2 separate regions of the Oryctolagus cuniculus genome follow, and region 2 is linked to region 1. Evidence: chromatin contacts called from public Hi-C data. All regions are on one chromosome and are shown on one strand. Each heading gives the region's core, a stretch centred on a gene start, on an enhancer-like site or on the middle of the called end of the contact. The rest is flanking DNA. Distances are from core to core; before and after follow the strand shown.

What was found. A called contact is a pair of places that touch in the nucleus more often than the background predicts.
Region 2: a contact with region 1 is called in a Hi-C map of an unstated tissue, with 1.6 times the contacts expected there. The contact joins the enhancer-like site here to the promoter of UTRN in region 1. A contact is called at or near these places in 3 of 6 Hi-C or Micro-C datasets (ear pinna, psoas muscle and an unstated tissue).

The regions. Positions count from the first base shown.
Region 1 is chr5:24,212,682-24,217,482 of mOryCun1.1, reverse strand. UTRN (utrophin) reads left to right here and starts at 2,429. Exons shown (of 73, transcript XM_070073468.1): 1 at 2,429-3,466. The coding sequence starts at 3,373.
Region 2 is chr5:24,277,931-24,282,731 of mOryCun1.1, reverse strand. No RefSeq gene overlaps it. Among named protein-coding and RNA genes, the nearest start is that of TRNAL-UAA, 52 kb to the left of the region's middle. Within about 2 kb of position 1,926, at least 6 of the 8 cell types and tissues checked have an H3K27ac peak or open chromatin away from gene starts, as enhancers often do. A contact at or near this core is called in ear pinna, where this site is marked.

The DNA of each region.
Region 1 (4,801 bases), core at 1,180-3,679:
CCTGCGATTCTTCCTATAAGTATAGGTATTTACTTATGAAAGACTGCCTCAACTGAGCCTGTTTCTAATTAAGAAGAAGACGCAAACAGAAAGACAGGTGGAAAGAACTTACCTGTAGGTGACTGAGATGTCCTATTTACATTTACAATTTTATCTTCCTTCAAGTTTTCAGCAGAACCCTTTGGTAGGAAGAAGAAAGGCTAACTGCTTTTGCTGGCTCTTTCTGGGTATAAAACCTGGAAGCAGCAGTATGTACCTGGCATAATGTTGAGTTTGTAACATTTTGGTAGAAACCCCTACAGCTAGTCTGGTAAAAATGTTGATACCTGTTGGAAAATAGCCATTGTTACAGATGGACACCCTCAGGGTCATGCTTCAGCATTGTAACCAGTGTCCGTTATGATTGGTTCTTATCTAGGCTCAGTGGTTGTTCTGTAGTTTGAGTATTTAGTCCTGCCTATAGAAATGGAGGCAATTTTGGGCTTCTGATAAAAATTGGCTTTGAGGGTTAACAAGGAAATGGAATTAAACCATTATGAGATGTCACCTCATACCCACTGGGATGGCTATAAAAAGTGACAGATAAAAACAAGTGTTGGTGAGGATGTAGAAAAATTGGAATCCTCAAACAGTGCTGTTGGGGGTGTCAAATGGCACAGCTACTTTGGAATGCTGTTGCAGTGCTTCAAAGGGTTAAGCACAGGGGTGGGTGCAGCAGTTGAGATGCCACCTGGGACACCTGCATCCCATTTCCCTGTGTCTGGATTGGAGTCCTGGCTCTGCCTCCTACTCTAGCTCCTTGCCAGTGTGCACTCTGGGAGGCAGAAGGTGGTTACTCAAGTACTTGGGTCCTTGCTGCCTACATGGGAGTCCTGGATTGAACTGTGGGCTACTGGCTTCAGTCTGTGCTAGTCTCAGCTGTGGTAGGTATTTAGGGATGAACCAGCAGATGGATGCTCTCCTCTCTGTTTGTCTTTCTCTGTGCCTTTCAAATAAGATGAAAATAAAAGCAATCAACAACAACAAACCAAAATGGTAAGCATAGAGTTACCATATGACCCAGAAATTTTACTACTGTATATGTGTATATGTCCAAAATAAATGCAAATGTACATCTTCATACATATTCATAGGTATCTTGTACACAGATGCTGCAAACAAGGTATTCATAATAGATAACAGGTGGAAACAACAAAAACGTCCATGACCTGATGAAAAAAACAAATAAAATGTGTTTATCTGCACAATGCACAATTATTCAGTCTTTGAAAGAAATTCAATACTGATACATTATACAACATGGAATCTTAAAAGCATGTTAAGTAAAGAAAACCAGTCAGGATCCAGCACTGTGGTGTAGTAGGCTAAGCCTCTGCCAGTGGTGCTGTCGTCCCATATGGGCACTGGTTCATGTCCTGGCTGTTCTTCCCATCCAGCTCTCTGCTATAGCCTGGGAAAACTATAGAACATGGCCCAAGTGCTTGGGCCCATGAACCCAAGTGGGAGACTCTGAAGAAACTCCAGGCTCCTGGCTTTGGATTGGCTCAGCTCTGGCCGTTGCGGCCATTTGGAGAGTGAACTAGTGGACGGAAGACCTTTTCTTTCTGTCTCTCCCTATGTCTGTAACTCTACTTCTCAAATAAATAAATAAAATCTTAAAAAAAGAGAAAAAAAAGTCAAAAATAACACATATTGTAGGATTTCATTTATATGAAATGTCCAAGATAGACAAATCTATAGAGACTATGAATAGATTTTAGTGGTTACCTTGGGCTGCAGGGTGGGGACAAGAAATGGAGAATGACTGCTTTTTGGGTGATGAATTGGTATAAAATTAGTTGTGGTGGTGGTTGCACAACTCTGAACATACTAATAATCATTGAGTTATACACTGTAGGTAGGTTAATTGTATACTCTATGAAATTTTTATCAATAAAACTGTTACAAAAAAATACTTGGGGTCGTGGTGTAGCAGATGAAAGTGCCACCTGCGATGTCTTGTCCCTGTTGCTCTACTTCCAATCCAGTTTCCTGCCAATGGCCTGGGAAAAGCAGTGAAGATGGCCCAAGTACTTGTGCCCCTCCTCCTCACTGGATGAAGTGCCTGGCTCCTGGCTTTAGCTTGGCCCAGCCCTGGCCATTGTGGCCATCTGGGAAGTGAATTAGAGGATGGATAATCTCTCTCTCTCTGTAACTCTTTCAAACAAATAAATACATATAAAAACAGAATTGGAGTTTGTGTGTGATATAATCTATGTCACTGTGCTTTTCAGCGTCTCTCTTCTCATAGCAAGACTGGAAGACTGGTGAGGTCACCACTCCCATTTTAAAGATATGGAGGTTGAGGCTTAGCTTGACTATTTTGCCAGAGCCAAACAGCTTCTAGTGTAGGGGAAGCACAAAGCTGAGTAGGAGGGAGGAGGGCAGGTAGTGACTATTTCTCTTTCATATACCTCAGCTAGTAGCAGGAAGAGAGGTGTCTTAATTCAAACTTGTGTGTGTCCTGGGAAGGATACATAGTCTGTGAAAATCTTTGCTAATATAAAGTAGAAAGTTCTTATTTCAAAGCATGCAAGAAAAAGAATTACAAAAAGAAAGAGGATTAGGAGAGCAGATGAGAAAATGCATCATGATTTTCCTATTTTGTGTATGTGTGTGGATAACGTGTATAAATGACAACAAAAGAGAGCAATTCAAATGCCAAAATAGAAGAGGCTGGGAAATCTGAGTTGAAATTGTTACCTCTTCTCTTATAATTCTGTGTGATTAATTTTTCCCCATAATAGCAATTTCTAAGAAATTAAAAGGAAATCCTATTGAATTTGTTTCCCGAAGGTGTGTGTGTGTGTATATATATATTTATATTAAAGTGAAGTAGTAAGTCCAATTTGTTCTTTGAAGTACAGTTAATGTGTAATCAAAGGGTTCAGCCCATTTGTATACCCAGGACAGGCACCTTCATTTATACACAATGTGAGTCAGGAGGTGGGTGGAGCGCCCCTTACCATCTGACACTGCCAAAACAGGAAGAAATGTTATAATCTCTCTGCAGTAGATCAGAAACAGTCAAAGGCGCTTAGTTGATAGGATTAAAAAAAAAAAAAAAAAAAAGAAAGAAACGCACACACACACACACACACACACAGACAACCTAAAGAGTTTTCACTGACTGCACAGTGTAACTTCCTGTCTGGTATTTAGAGGAGGTTGGGTTAGGTTTTGTCAGATCCTCTCATGGGAAAAATAAAACCCACCGAAAAAAAAAAAAAAAAAAAAAAACCCAACAGGACATCCCAGTGTGCAGTTCGCAGGCTGCTTTTGTTGTCAGCTTCCTCTGCATCGTTTTCCTCCTCATCTTAGCAAATGTAGGTGATGAGCCGCCCAGCAGCCACCACGTTTCGTTGGAAAAAGTGCAGATTTGATTTGAAAAGAGACATAGCTCTCCAAGCTTGCAAGCCATCCCCAGGTAAGTTTGTCTACAGCCGCATCCCAGCCAGTCTCTTTCTCTCAGCTTACTTTGTTAAAGGCAGGCCTGGCTGGTGAGGGCAAAGCCAGCTTGTTCTTCCTGACCCCATGTCTGCTGTGGACTCTGGATAGTGGAGACCAATACTGTCGGCTTCATAGTTCTCATGCAAGGTGATCATTTGCCAGGGCTGTTGGCTTTGGAAAAAGAATTCAAGAAACCCCAAGTTTGTTGTGGCAAATGTGCTTTGCTTTGCTTTGCTTCCCTGTGTTTTCCAAAACAACTTGTGCTTTGTTGACTGTTGTCTGTCCTGTAGAAAAAAAGTCTCCTCCATGGTGTTGAGTATGGATAGATCGTATCTCATACTGTAGCTTATTTACTCTGTTGGCTAAAAACAGCATTCTGCTTTTTCGAACAGTTGAGAGGTGAGAAAGGGAGAATTGGAGAGCTGGACTTGTGGGGGCAATATAAATGAAGGGGTATTTAATGCTGCCTTGTCCAGGGGAGATACAAATTCAGAACATCATAAAGGGATGTAACCATGTGCTTTAGTCTCATTGGCGTTAATGTCCAGGGCAGCTGTCTTTCTGATCAGCTCGCATATCTGTATCACACTTAACATTTATCTGTAGATATGCATGTATTTGCTGTCTGAGCTTTCAAAGAAAACTCCCCGAGTGATGTATTCGCATGCACGTTGTCACTAGGGAGCAACTTTGGGGCTGATTAGAGTTTTTAAAGCATGTTCTCTCTGTTGGCATCACCCTTTTTCAGTATTTTCCTTTGTTGCTGCAGATGCATAAGGTGGTAAGTGCTTGTCAGCACTGACTGTTGGAGCACATTTAAACCGAAACGGCTAGAGCAGCCCATATTTTCTTAGTAAACCGCTTGGTTTCTTGGCCAAGTGGAATCATTGAGTGTGCCACAGCTGTCTTCGTCAGTTACTGCTTTTCTCTCCTACTTAACTGTGTGGTCTCAACACAAAATCAAAACCCTTTTCAGGGACCTCAGTGAAAGCCTTATGCATGTGTAGGAGCAGCAGCGGCAGCATTGTGGCCTTTCAAAGATTTCCCTGGATTCCCACTTCATCTGCTTTCTTCCCCTGGCTTACTAGTCTCTGTAGCCTGCTGGTCTTTGACTGTCTTGAGTCAAAGGGCCTGGGGCAGCTGTAGTAGTTGAAATCACGAGACAATTTAAAAGAAAAATACAGACAAATATTAAAATAGGAAGCAGTCTTTTAAATGAGTAGACTACGGCTTTAAATATATTTAAATGCTTGTTGGTTGAGTTCAAGTCTATTTAGATGCATTCTTTTCCGCCCTCTGACCAGTCAAAAGG
Region 2 (4,801 bases), core at 677-3,176, 66 kb before region 1:
CCTATGTCAAGGGCTTAACTTCCCATAGTGACAGCAATTCAATTTTCTTTAATTTTCACTGCTTTATGGTCACTGTAGAGCAATTCAGACTCTGGATTAATAGCATCTCAGAGAAATCCTGTCACTTCCGCCCAATTCTCTGCAGCAACATTTGTGGTGAGCAGACAAAAGTCCACTGAGCACAGTCATCATTGGCCCACACCTGCTGCAGGTGGATGTTGGCTGCTGGTTCACTGACAACTATCCCTTCCTTGTGGTGGCTTGTCTCCCCTGTCCCCACAGAGGCTCTGGGGACATATGGGAAGATGACACTGTCTGCTCTATGGAAATATACCTCTCATGGTCAAAATCTGCCATCAAATGTGGTTTCTGCACTGGACAAAGGAAGCAGGAGCAGGACTAGCTTGGAACCTCTTTGCTGTTCCATCAACAGAATTTTCTTTGGTTTCTTCAGCCACCACTTAGAAAGAGGGTCCATCTGCCTCATCGGAGAAGTGTGTGGGGCAAGACACTCCTGTGTCCTCCATGTCCCCTCGCCATAGCCCTTTGGGAAACCTGGCTATGCATCCTCTCAGAGGCTAAATACTCATACGTTATAGGATCCAAAACACCCATGTTTCTCAAAAATTGTCAGCTAAATAAGTAAACGAATATTCGAGTCCCATTTCACAATTTATGAAGTGCTTTACACTTACATCACTTTCAGTAACCAAATCCTTAACCACTCCTGTATGGCCTTATCATCTAGTTTAAAGAAGGCAATCTTAAGTTTCCATCAATTCAACCCGGAGACAGGGAGAGATGAGTTGTTTCTGTGGCTGCAGAATTATCAGCTGAAAGAACTTCCACCTCCCCCTACATGGGCAGGTGGTACTGGATCTGTTCCTTTCTTAGGGCACTTATCCTGGATGTTTCATATACTTCTTGCTTCCATGTCTTCTCCCACCTACTCCATGCTAAATTCTGTTAGGGCAAGATCTGGAGCAAATTTTCCTGATCATCCATGGCACCAGCAGGCATGGCAGGCAACAAATAGGTGTTTGTTAAATGAAGGGATAAAAGTAAATGAACAAATCATACCCATTTCAAAAGAATTTTTTTTTAATTTGACTTATATGAAGAAAGTTCCTGGAGGAAGTTAAGCCGGAAGCCTTGTATGGTAAGGCTGTTTGGAGACTTTCCACTTCCATAGCTCTTAGAGACTGGGGAGCCTTTTGCTTTATAACTAAGGAAAGGCTACCAACTCCTTTTTGAAAAGTTCATTTGATACCCCTAGCGGTTTATCTTTCCTGTCTCATAAATTAGCTGCCCAATATTAAGCCAAGAACAGGCCAGGGCTCCCTTGTCAATCATCCTTACCTCTGTTTATATGAAGTGTTTTGTCTTTCTCTTTCCAAGCAGGATGCACTTGTCCAAGAATCAAGGAACACGTTGGGGGAATGAAGTGCCATTGAGAAATGCACACACAGCACAACTGCCATACTTCTGACGTACTTTTTGGCCAACCCCTCAGGCTTGGAAACAGGTTGTAGAACAGAAGTGTCTATATGTGTACATTAGAAAAACAGAAACTAACGTCAGTGAAAACACTATTTGTACAAGGAATGAATATAAAACCAAATTTGGAGCCTTGATATTAAAAAAAAAAGGATGTTAAGAAAATTATGTAACGAAAAAAATCAACTAGGACCAAAAAGTCAGCAACATTAGCAAACTGCTTGGTGCGTTGAGGGACGTGGTGAGGGAGCAGATGGCAGGATTTATCTGTTAAAAAAATCACCCTAACTAGAGCCCGGGTTTGCCCGCGGGGCGTGACTCACACTTCTGGATCATCGGAATCAAGGGCATGGTGTTTGCGCGGGACACCCATTCTCGTGCTGGCTCCCGGCACTAACAGTTCGCTCCCGGAGCTGGATAAGGGCGCGCCGCCCCAGGCCAGAGGAGCGCGGGGCCAGGCAGCTGCGGGCGGGGAGGGCGCGCAGGGCCGGCGTTCATTGACCGGGCGCGCGGTCAGGTGACCCGCGGCGCCTCGTTCCCGCAGCGGTGCCCGTGGTGGCCGCCAAGGAGGGTCCCGAGCCGAACCCGGGAACAAAGTTGCTGGGCCGGCGGCGGCGGGGCGGAGGAGGGAGGGGCAGCCGGAGCGCTGGGGCGGCGCCGGCCTGGGGATCGGACCCGCCAGGCCTCCTCCTCGGGAGAGCGAAGCCCCGGGTGCCGGGACGCGAGCCCCTTCCCCGGGGGCGGCGGCACGCGGGCGCTCGGCCCGGCGCCCCACCCTCCGTTCTCTGCCTCTTGCGTTGCGCTCCAACAAAGGGGCAGGCCGGCGGCGGGGAGACGGCGGCGGAGGAGGAGCCGCGGGAGCTGCGAGCCTCGCTGGAGCACAAAGTTGTGGAGTCGCCTTTCCTCGGAGGAGGGGAGCAGGCAGCCGGGCGGGCCGCGGGCTTTCTCCCGCCGAGGGGCGAGGAGGGGCCTGTGGCTTCCGAAGCCGATTGGGGAAACTCGGGGATAGGCGCCCCCCTCCTTTGCGTCGTTTCTGCACACGGAAAACTGGAGCATTTGGCAAACTTGGTGCCTGCGCGCCTGCTCCAGGTTTGCGCTTGAACTGTTTTGTTTTTGTTTTTGGCGGAACTACCAGGCAGGAAGATTGCACAAGCCAGGGGCGTTTCCAATTGGGTCTTAAAATTTTTTTGTGTGTGTGTTTCGGATCTGGTGTGGTTCTCCACGTTTCATTAAGAAAAAAAGAACCGCGCCCCCCAAACTTATCCTTGCGCACACCCCCGCGGTGGCTCCGACCCAAACACGCCCCAGGGAGCCTCGGGACGCGGTGGAGGCGGCCGCCCGCGCGCACCAGGTAAGCGCATGCATTATTAAAGCGTCAGGTTGGGTAAAGTGACCACAGCCCGCTGGGAAAGGGGCGGGGAGGAGGTGGGACCCTCCTGCGGCTCTTCCGCCGCGGTTCCGCATCCCGAGCGCCTTCTCAAGTGTCAGGGCCGAGGATGTAACCAACTTGTGCTGCAGGCACTTTCCTCACAACCTCAGTTCAGTTCCCCGGTGCGGGAGAGAGACGCCAGAACTGTGGAGGAAGCTCCAGCCGGCAGGTCCTCGGACCCCACCTCCTGGGGCTCCGTCCGTGCTGTTGCTCCGTCTCCCGTCCCGCCGGGGCGCGAGGGTCGCGCGTCTGTGCAACGCTCGGTGCGGGGCGCTGGGCCAGTGATCTCCGAGAGGGGACGTGGCCTCCTAGGAGAGCCTGTCACACAACCGGCCCGGGGAAGGCGGGGCCCCGGCGGAGTCCGCAAGGAGAGGGTGGGGAGAGTGAGTGACCGTGTGGTTAGCTGCAGGGGACGCTTCCCAGACGGCCGCCCGGCAGGAGCCGTGCTTGCCCTCTGGGTGGTTGCTGCTCCCCAGGGTGGGGCCTCGGAGCGTGTGGCGCGATCCCCAGCTCCCCGCCAGCCGCCTGGGGAAGGCCGAGGGCCCTGCGCGGTCGCCGCGTTTCACGGACTCTTGGCATCGCTTGCCGCCACTGACAAGGTAATTCATGCCCTGCTTTGGCCCGGGATCCAGGTTCTGGTTGCCCAAGGCCACTTAAGAAGCCGACAAAACATTAGTTGTGGACTGAGCAACTTTTCGCTCAAGCCCTAGATGGCGAAGGGGACTCGTCCCAGGGTTGTTTCAAGGGGAGGAGAAAACGTGTCTACCGCGCGCTTAGTTTTGCACTGAACTGGAGAGACCCGGGTCTCACACCATGCTCCCTGTTTCTGTTCCGTCCGGGCAGGACCGCCTGTCTCCCAGCCTCAGGTCACCTGGGTCACCAGGGCCTCGCGGGTCACTTCCTCCAGCCGGGCTAGGAACGGTCGGTGCACCGGTCTCCGCGGCCGGAGCGCACGGAGCTCCGGGAAGGCGGGGGTCCCCGGGTAGGGCCGGCGCACCGGGCCTCCGGGCCCCGCGGCTGCACGGATAGCCATTCCTCGGAAACTTGCACGGGCCTCCGGGTGCAGGGCTGGCCCCAGGTGCTGGAGACTGGTGGGTGCGGGGGACGCAGCTGGAGGAATGCGAAGCGCGTCGGTCCTTCGGCTTCCGAGCGCGGGGCGGTGAGGGTCAGGGCTTACGTGGAGCCATCCCCGCCTCCTTTCCTTACCGGAGTGTCTGGGACCGGTGGGACAGCTCTTTAACGCTGCTTTGGGTGCCTCCCTGAAATTAATTGGCCCTGTTAAAAGTCTTAATCACAGCAGTATTACCCTTCCCTGGAGCGCACCCGAGAGTGCACCGCAGATCTTGGGACTCTGTGGTCTCTTTGACTGTGTTTGGCCGCCTTGGCGTCCCTTTCCACTCTAGCATCTGTGGGTTCCTAATGTCAGAGAATTTTTTTTCCCCAAGGACTTAAACTGTATTTCCATCATAGTTGTCCACTATCGAATATTCATTCACAGTGGAACATTGTGGAATGTTTCATGTCCTCACATTGCATAATCCCCAAAGTGAAATAAATGAAAACATGGCTTTTACCTATTAGGCCATTCCCTGTGGGTTTTCTCCTTAGGGGTACTGCCAGACACTCTTGCCTTCTGGTTCACAGGACAGACAGGGAGGTCCTACAGGAGGAGTGGGTAAACTTTACAGAAGGGACGGCAAAGTGAGCAGTGATATCACTAAATTATAACAGTGTAGGGCTTAATGCTTCTACCACATGCCCTTCCTTTACTCTCCATTTCTCTCTCTCTCTCTTTCTTTCTTTCTTTCTTTCTTTCTTTCTTTCTTTCTTTCTTTCTTTCTTTCTTTCTTTCTTTCTTTCTTTCTTTCTTTCAGG